2 separate regions of the Hordeum vulgare genome follow, and region 2 is linked to region 1. A link is a contact called in public Hi-C data. All regions are on one chromosome and are shown on one strand. Each heading gives the region's core, a stretch centred on a gene start, on an enhancer-like site or on the middle of the called end of the contact. The rest is flanking DNA. Distances are from core to core; before and after follow the strand shown. Region 1 holds the start of LOC123410260 (signal recognition particle receptor subunit beta-like). Region 2 holds the start of LOC123408301 (type II inositol polyphosphate 5-phosphatase 15-like).

Region 1 (4,460 bases), core at 1,676-4,175:
ATCGCTTTACCTGGTGTGTCCAAATAGTTGGGGCATCCTCCCACTTATTCCATCCGTTCCTAAATATAAGTCTTTCTAGAGATTTCACTATATAGTACATACGGATGTATATAGATATACTTTTGAGTGTAGATTCACTCATTCTACTCTGTATGTAGTCTGTAGTGGAATCTCTACAAAGACTTGCATTTAGAAACGAAGGGAGTAGATGATTTAAGTTTATGAGTTTATAGAATGGCCTCAGTTATTTCAGGATCAGTTCATTACGAATAGAACATACAACAATATAAGTATGTGAACATTATTTTTCTAGCATAATGCAAAAAATATGTTATTGTAGATTCCAACCCAAGCTAATGCATTTATTATTCTATAAATTTCTAACTATGCAAATATGTTATGTGAAAAATAAATCATACACTTCTTTTTCCAGCTGCTTCTTGATGAACTCCTTCGAGTGAGCAGTAACTTTGTCTGTTTTATTGCAGAATATAAGAACAGGAACCCTTTTCTTCACCACAGTAGCCTTTGCCAAAATGTCATACAAGTACCTGTGATACAAGGTAACTGTAAGAATATTATCAAGTTACTACCTGCACCAGATCATACTATTTTTACATGTTTGAAGATGAACTAAGCTCCTAAGCACCCTCTTAGTTTTGATTCATTCTGTGATGGGTCAACAGGAGTAGAAACAATAAATTTTCCGAGAACAGATATAAAGTCAGCAAAATTACTCTGCAGCAGCTTGCATGCTAGACAAGAAATCCTGAGCATCAACAACAAAAACAACTCCAGCTGCCCGAGGCAGGAACTCATCCAGCTTGGGTTTCAGCCTTGCATGACCAGGAACATCAACAACATTGACAGGTTTTACTTTGCCTTTCTGCAGAGTGAACAAAAGCAAAGTCAAGTAACTAATATTGCAGCCAGAAAATGAATATTTCTGTATAAAGAATAGTAGCCTTTGATTTATATTTATATCAAGATGTATCAAAGATTTATCTCCAAGAAAATAGCCTAACCCTTTCCATCTCTGAATATAGCACAAACGTGTCATTGTTAGGATCCATCGATGTCACAGTTCCTTGATGAGATGATCCATCACGAAGCTAGCAGGAAGAGAAAGGCCAAATTAGCACCTAAAAAAAGATGGTACAGACCACCATTGAATTGCTTCAAGGATAATATAAGTAAAAAAACAAATGGAGAAAAGTAAATAAAAATAAAATGTCTCTGTTAATCAAAACAATTCCATGCAGGCATGCGATACAAAAATTCGAGTATAAGAGTTCAGACAGTAAAATCAAGGCAACTAAGCAAGAGAAACAACAGATAAGTCATACGACGATAGCAATCAGAATAGAAGTTAAGCAAGGGCAGATTGCAAACAAATATCGTAGCCTAATCCCTCCCTAAAACTTGGCAATGAAGAGAGACAGAAAAACTGGCGATGAAATTAGCAAACCTAGATATGCAAGGTCGTTACTCTGGCCACATTCTATGGTTTTGAGTCAATCCACTAGAATGTGAGTAACTGTAATACCAAAGGGGGAGAGGGACTTGCCATAGTAGATAATTACCTGGTAGAAAAGAATAGTTTTACCACTTCCACTTAGGCCAGATAGCACAATGGTGTTTGATTTTGATGATTTCAGACAAGAAGCTGTTAAGAAAAATCAGACATACACTGCTCATCAATTGCTGCACATATATAGGACCAGTGTAATTATAATCACAAAAGCAGAAATATTACTAAGTACAGCGATACAACAATGTATTTCAAATCTTGAGATGCACCATGACATAAACTAAGGTAATAAGTTAAAATGTTGCATTCTGAGAACAAATTATCTCTAGATTAACACAACACATATTATCATGTTACTATCACTCTGCCTGAAGAATTGGTATTTGAGAACTCATAATTTCCAGCATCTTCAAGTACTAAGATTTTACAGCATGCACTTGCAAATATTAAATACTGATAAAATCAACAGAACTTCACCATTAACTTGCCACACCTTATGGCCCACTGCAAAGCATAAAGTGTAAACCAGATGACAGTTCAACGTCTCTGCTTCCGTTCTAAGTCAAACAGTATAAGAAAGAAGTAAGGATGTGTACAAATCCAAACTTACCAATGCATCACAGCATGTACAGACAGGATACTACATCCATACTGTAGATTGTATTTTTCATCCTGTAATTAAACAGGAAACTGTGACCTGCTGCCCCTTTCAAGCTAAATTACAGAAACTATGCACCAGCTCTCAGTTTGACCCAAGGCATGAATTCAATTACGATCTAATCATATTTGAATGTGGTGAAATTACACTACAGCTAACGACACGACTGCTCGTCCACAGCTAGTTTGTGTCACTCAAAAAACTAGAGCTACACATGGAGTGGACAAATTCAAACAAGCCCGATGCCTTCAGGCAAAGCGGAACTGCTTCCGCGACAGCTCTTAAGTTGCCAAATTATCACATCCATCTGCCTAGTTTTACAGGGACCGCGGTCCGCGCATATTCCTGAGCTTAGGGCAGCGCGAACAGTCAGTGGCAAGGACACACTGCGAGAAGAAGCTTAGGCTCGGCAAATCACCTGCAAGCAGCACCAGAATTGTGACGGCTATCACGGCGACGGCGACGTAAATCTGCTCCGGGGGCTGCTGGCGGATCCAGCGCTCGGCCTGGCCCGCCCACGCCTCGGCCTGGCGAACCCACTCATCCATCGCCGTGACCGGCGCGTGGAGGGCGAGGGGAGCGAGCGGCGGTGGCGCCGGGGGCTCTAGCCTCTAGGAGCGCCGGGACGCGGAGAATCACGATAGGACAGTGGGACAGCGGAGGAGATGGAGGCGAAGAAGGGGGACTCGTCTGGAAGCAGATCACGATGCGGTGCGTGGGCAGGAAGGACGACGCACGGGAGTCTTGTTGGGTCGTCACGTGGAGGAGATCTCGGAAAAGCGGGCCCATTGAGAGAGGTCGTTCGGCCCACATTTGATGGGCCGACTATACAGCATGGACCGATCAACAAAAACCATCCCGTGGTTTCTGCCTTATGTCTGGATCCGATCACCGGCCGAACTTTGAATGGTTGATAGTCTCAGTCCATCAGATATAAATTCCGATGTTCACATTATTCTTAAATTTATTTTAGGATTTTTGATCATAAACATTTAGTGAAAGGAAATGTCTTCGCCGATGAAAATTAATTAAAAGGATTTTGTACGACGACTTCGTATAATTTATACTACTACTTTTCAAAAAAAAAAGTGTGTACGGTGACTTCCCAATTTTAGAAAATATTATGTAAATTTATACTATTATGTCTCGGAAAGATGGGATGGAATCTGGCTCAAGAAAAATAGTAGTACAAAATCATATGCCTTCCAAGTTTAATCTGATGCCACTTGGTATGGGAAATTTGGATTGACGCACGGCCAAAACCATGCCGTTTGGATGGCAGGAAGCTCGTGTGCTGACTTGATCCAGTCATTCTCTAGAGGAGTGAACATATATAGTAGCCTCCAGCTGCTTATAGTACTATCATTCTCAAATGACGCGTTTGATTATCTGTATTGTTTTTTGTTCTACTAGTAAAATGCCCTACGCTACGGATCAAATAAAATTAGGTGGATTTAAGCTATAGTCAGAAATTCATATGTTCTTATAGATGATAGCAGATGTACGAAGACATGATGGAAGCAATGTTATATGGTTGTTGTGTACATATCACACGTGATCAAACATAGGGTTTACAATTAATAAACCTTTTAATCCAAGCCAAACATTTTCAGTCTTCACCTCGCGAGGAGATTTTTTGTGTAGTTGTTCTCCCTACTCACCTTTCTCACTTCTCATTGTATCATGTATCGAGGGGACAGAGCATGCATCGCTTGTGGCAATTTGTGATGACTATTAACTTCATCTTTCGACTGTAGTCCAATGAGTTAATCCTATCCTGACCACCCATGCTTGACATATGTCATCTCTAGCAAGTGAGCATTATATGATGCAACATGCCGACCATGACCAAAAGATAATGACGACATCCAAAATAAATTGACGATGTAACATTCCAAACCCTTTACAAGATTTGACAAAAAAGGATCATATGAAATATTACATAATAGTATCTTAAGATAGCAATCAAGACAATATAATAACATACAGAAGAGGATTTATAGCACCGGGCCGCTCCACTCCGTATATGAACATTAAGTACAGAAAATGCATGGAAAATTGAAAAAAAAACTGGGATTTTGCAATATCAAACTTGGGTGTCCTATCTACTTTCGTGTGATATCGTGAAAAAATACCATGAAACTATCTATGACAAAGAAAGACAAAAAAATTCCTTTGTATGGAAAAACTGTTTGGATGGATATTAGTTTGGATTGTATTTCCACCAATTTTTTCACGAACTTCACATGGGAGTAAATTGGGCACCCAGGT
Region 2 (4,557 bases), core at 635-3,134, 220 kb after region 1:
GAGTGTTGGGCGAGGACTGTGTGTTCTTAGCCCAAGGAGAATACGGTAGGGACTGTGTGTCCCGGGACTGTGTGTCTTTTGGTTTCAATACCAAGCCGCTCCAAACCAGATGTACAACTGTCACAACAGTTGGAACTGGGTCATCAACTACTGTCTTCGCCGTGAAACGGGTTCTAATTCCTCAACTCTTTACATTCCTCAGATTATGTGTTGATGATTTTCACTGTCACTGTTTGAAGAATTTCCTGAAGACTTTCTCTAAATTTCCTCAACCCCAAATTCTTCACGCTAGTTATTCCTCATCTGTTTTCTTCGTGCCTGCTCACTATGCAATCTGTTTTCACATTCCTCATACTGAAAAACTGCTGTAGTGAAACTTTGTACTCCTGATCCTTTACTGTTTCCGCTGTAAGTTAGTCATCAGTGAGGAATTTCCTCAAAAGGAATTTCCTCAGTGATGAAATTCTAAAAATCTCCTATTCACCCCCTCTAGTCGATATAACGCACTTTCAAGAGCCACTGCACAAGAGTTGAAGACGCTGATTCCTAACCCAGCGAAGGGCATGGTGGCAGTTAACATCATTCGCTGGGCCATGAATCAGGCCGTCTCTGACGACGCTAAACAAAGGAAGAGGTGGTCCAAGTACAAGAACTACTCGACTCCTAATAACCGCCGTGCCGCAGTGTACTGGGAGACAACAATCGTGCCACCGGCGGTCATCGGTGGGGAGCCTAAGGAGGAGGAAGAACCGGTGCAGATGCCAGTCAGGGCGTGGGAGGCAGGCCGTTGTAGCTGGCAGATCGACCTCGACTCCACCGAGGACGACGATGACCCGCCGCCCCGCACGGTGATGGACAAGAAAATGAAGGCTAGCCACTTGAGCCGCCGCTCTGTACGCCTCAACGTCCGCCGCGGTTAGCCAGTGTCTGTTGTGTACTCCCAATCCCCCAATTCCCCTTCTACTCGATCCGCATCTACCTCCATTCCGATCTTGCATGAACTAGTATGAACTCGTATGAACTAGTATGAAGTGCCATCCTTATCTACCTCTATTCCCCATTCCCCTCTCTGCGTGGATCGAATCTACCGCCGGATCGAACGCAAAAAAGTAGTGCATGACGAACAGAAAAGTGCTTACCACCATTGCCGCGGGCCAGGTGATGATCTGCTCGCCGATGATGGAGTCCGGTGGTCTTCTTGCTCTCCTCCGATCCACCGCCGTCGGTGAGAGTTGGGAGAGTGGGGAGAGGGAGCGGTGAGGGGCGCTGGGGCTAATAACTGCCGACGCTTCGGGAAGCAACGCGGCTACTCGAGAGTGGCCGCGCGCTTGCAACCGCCGCAGCCCACGTGCACCGCTCGGACCTGGCCCTGGAGAAACTGCCGATTCGAGCGTTCCCAGGGAGCCAAGCCCAGGAGTGCTTTAAACATCGTGCCATGTAGGCCCAACAGTGTATGCAGCTAACCAAACAGTCCGCTTTCTTCCCGCGCGGGCCTGGTTAGGCCTCATGCAGGCAACCAAACGCGCCCGTAGTGCCTCGTCGAACGGAGTCGCCTCACTTCAGATATAGGGCCCTCCGCGCCGAGTCGCAAGGGCGGAGCAACACATGCCCCATCACGAGGGCTTGTCCGACACAAGGTTTCGACAACGACGAGGGAGGGGAGGAGATTGGGGGAGCCGTTGGCGACGGCACTAGGGTTCACCCCCAAGGGAGGGGGCGACACGGGGTACGAGATTAGGGGGTTAGAGCGTTATCTGCAGACTGAATAGCAAATACAGTATATATATATATACCTATTCGAATGGCTGTCATCAAGTTGCACACCAAATCAATTTGTCAATCCCCTAGAAGAATTCTCCTTTCCCAACACAGTTGACCCTGATCCATTTGGGAAAGCCGTAGCTTTCAGGGCAGCACCAACCTCCCTCTTCGGGCCGCTTCCAACATCACGGCGAGAGGAGCTTCCAACATCACGGCGAGAGGAGCTTCCCCACGCCCCCACTTTCCCACTGCCTCCCTATGGACCCGCCGTGGTCCCGGCCCACGAGGCATCCACCCATATAACCAGAAACAAACAGCCTTCCCGCACACTGTCACACCAGCTCCGGAGTCCCCTTGCCTCCACGGCGCGGCGCTCCTCCTCTCCTCTCCCGCCGTCTCCGCCTCACGGGCGCGCCCGAGCTCGAATCGCCGCCGGCCCAACCGGGAGCGCGCGCAAGCGGACGCGAGGTTGAGCCGTCATGGAGCCCGACGACGAGCGGGAGCGGGCGCTGGCGCCGCAGCGGAAGGGGATATCCTACAGCCAGCCGCTCTCGCGGGACGCGGTGGCGCAGGCGGCGTACGCGCGCCACGCCGCGCTCAGCTCGCACAGCCTCGACGACGACCCCATCGCCTCCGCCTCGGCGCACCGCCACGACCCCGCGCGCAGCGTGTCGTACCCCCACCAGCTCCCGCCCCACCACCGCCACAGCCGCGGCGGCGAGTCCATGTACCTACACGCCGCCTCCTTCAGCGGCGGCCCCGGCGCCGGCGCGGTGACGCTGGAGCGGGCCGTGGCGACGTCGGAGCACGGGGGCGCGGCCGGCAGGGGCGCACTGCAGGAGTTCGTCGGCGCGGGCGGGGGCGAGGGCATCTTCCGCGTGCCGCTGCGCGCAGCCATGCACCCTGGCCGCCCGCCGGCGCTCGAGGTGCGGCCCCACCCGCCGCGGGAAACGCAGGTGTGCTCCTTCCTGCGGACGCTCGCGTGCGAGCCGCAGCTTCGCCAGCTGTGGGCAGGGACCGAGTCCGGGGTTCGGGTGTGGGGCCTCGACGAGCTGTTCGCCGGGAGCGTCGCGGGGGCGCGCCGGGGAGACGAGGAGACCGCGCCGTTCACGGAGTCCGTGCCCGCGCCGCCAGCGCTCTGCGTCGCGTTGGACAGCGCGAACAAGCTCGTGTGGACGGGCCACAAGGACGGGAGGATCCGGGCGTGGCGCATGGACCTCGCCGCGGCGCCGGCGGCTGCAGCGGATGGTGGCGAGAATGCGCCCATGTTCAAGGAGGCCCTGTCGTGGCAGGCGCACAGCCGCACCCCGGTGCTCTCCATGGTCGTCACATCATACGGTGAGAAGCTCGCTTCCTTGTTCACCCCTAGCAATTTTAGCAATTTTGGTTTTCAACGGCTGCTTTGAGCAAAAGCAAAGATACGAGGACCATTCGGCACGAATTGTGAGCTATATAAAAAACAATGAACAATACTACTGTATATGAGCCATGAGCACAATCTGGTAAGATAACTGGAAATGCACAATTTAGACGATTTTACGTGACCGCGAAATGCTCACATTAGCTAATTTTACATCACTGCCAAGTCCTAACTTGGCAATAGCACTTTTGGCACATTTACACCTTTGTACTTTAGGCTGGAGAAGTTTTGGACGGTAGAGTTAGCCTTTCTTATAAAGAATAAAATTAACTTTTCCCCATACTGACGGACATCCTGTTTCTATCCTTTCCTCATAATAATGGAACAAGCATGTCCAACCACGTTGATGTTAATCATCAATCAGGTTATTTACAGAAAATTAAAACAAGCTTGATGTCACAGCCTGGTTACATAAAGCACACCTAGTGCCTCGCTCTTGCTACAACCTGAGAAAACCAGTGTAATAAGAGTGAATAGCTAACAGAATTAAGCTGACGAAAGTAAGCCCTTATTACAACTGAAAGCGATTCATTTATCCTCTAGTTCCTCTTCCATCTTCTGAAAAGAACTAGCTTGTGAAATGCTCGACTCTCATACCCTAGATAACTGATGCCAGTAAGCTAAATCAGTATTCCTTAATTGTAGATTCTTATGACCATATGTCTCTTGATTTCTGTTTTGCGGGGATATGACTCTTGATTGACTACTCTGAAACCTATGTATGTAGGGAATATTTTAGTATTATTAGTTTAGTTATTATATGCAGTTTATTTCACATCAAAACAAAAGTATAGGTTTCCCTTTTTGGCCTCCTCCGATTTGATTCAAGCATTTTCGAGGCATTGATATCTGAGTCACTAGGCTGTGTTACAAGTTTTGACATTCATGCATCTCTCTTGTTGCAGATAAGAGTTGCGAATCTAAATTTGAACTAAAAATGAGTGAAAAGTAATCTCAAATTGATATGTTTCATTTCAATCTCTTGGAAACAGGTGAAATATGGTCAGGCACCGAAGCGGGTGTTATAAAGGCATGGCCCTGGGATACCATTGCTAAGTCCCTCTCACTAACACCAGAAGAAAAATATATGGCTTCTTTAATGGTCGAAAATGCGTATATTGACCTTAGAAACTATGTCACAGTTGGTAACATGTTCTCTTTGCCCACTACTGATGTGAAACACATGCTTGCGGACCATTGTCGAGCGAAAGTTTGGAGTCTAACTAGCATGACGTTTGCTATTTGGTACGATTTTAAGTATAAATGCCATCACATCAATTTCTCAACTTCATTAACCCATGGCCGATTGGAACTAATTTTTTGATATACTTTGTATAGGGATGCTCGGACAAGAGAGTTGTTAAAAGTATTTGGCA

What was found. A called contact is a pair of places that touch in the nucleus more often than the background predicts.
Region 2: a Hi-C map of seedling shows a contact between it and region 1, with 7 times the contacts expected there. The contact joins the promoter of LOC123408301 here to the promoter of LOC123410260 in region 1. A contact is called at or near these places in 5 of 6 Hi-C or Micro-C datasets (leaf, seedling and an unstated tissue) and 1 of 1 datasets of contacts at active chromatin or transcription factors (embryo).

Annotation. Positions count from the first base shown.
Region 1 is chr7H:192,266,587-192,271,046 of MorexV3_pseudomolecules_assembly, forward strand. LOC123410260 (signal recognition particle receptor subunit beta-like) reads right to left here and starts at 2,926. Exons shown (of 6, transcript XM_045103170.1): 1 at 2,608-2,926; 2 at 1,584-1,666; 3 at 1,026-1,112; 4 at 738-886; 5 at 420-551. The coding sequence starts at 2,737.
Region 2 is chr7H:192,484,660-192,489,216 of MorexV3_pseudomolecules_assembly, forward strand. LOC123408301 (type II inositol polyphosphate 5-phosphatase 15-like) reads left to right here and starts at 1,885. Exons shown (of 11, transcript XM_045101436.1): 1 at 1,885-3,099; 2 at 4,174-4,426; 3 at 4,520-4,557. The coding sequence starts at 2,241.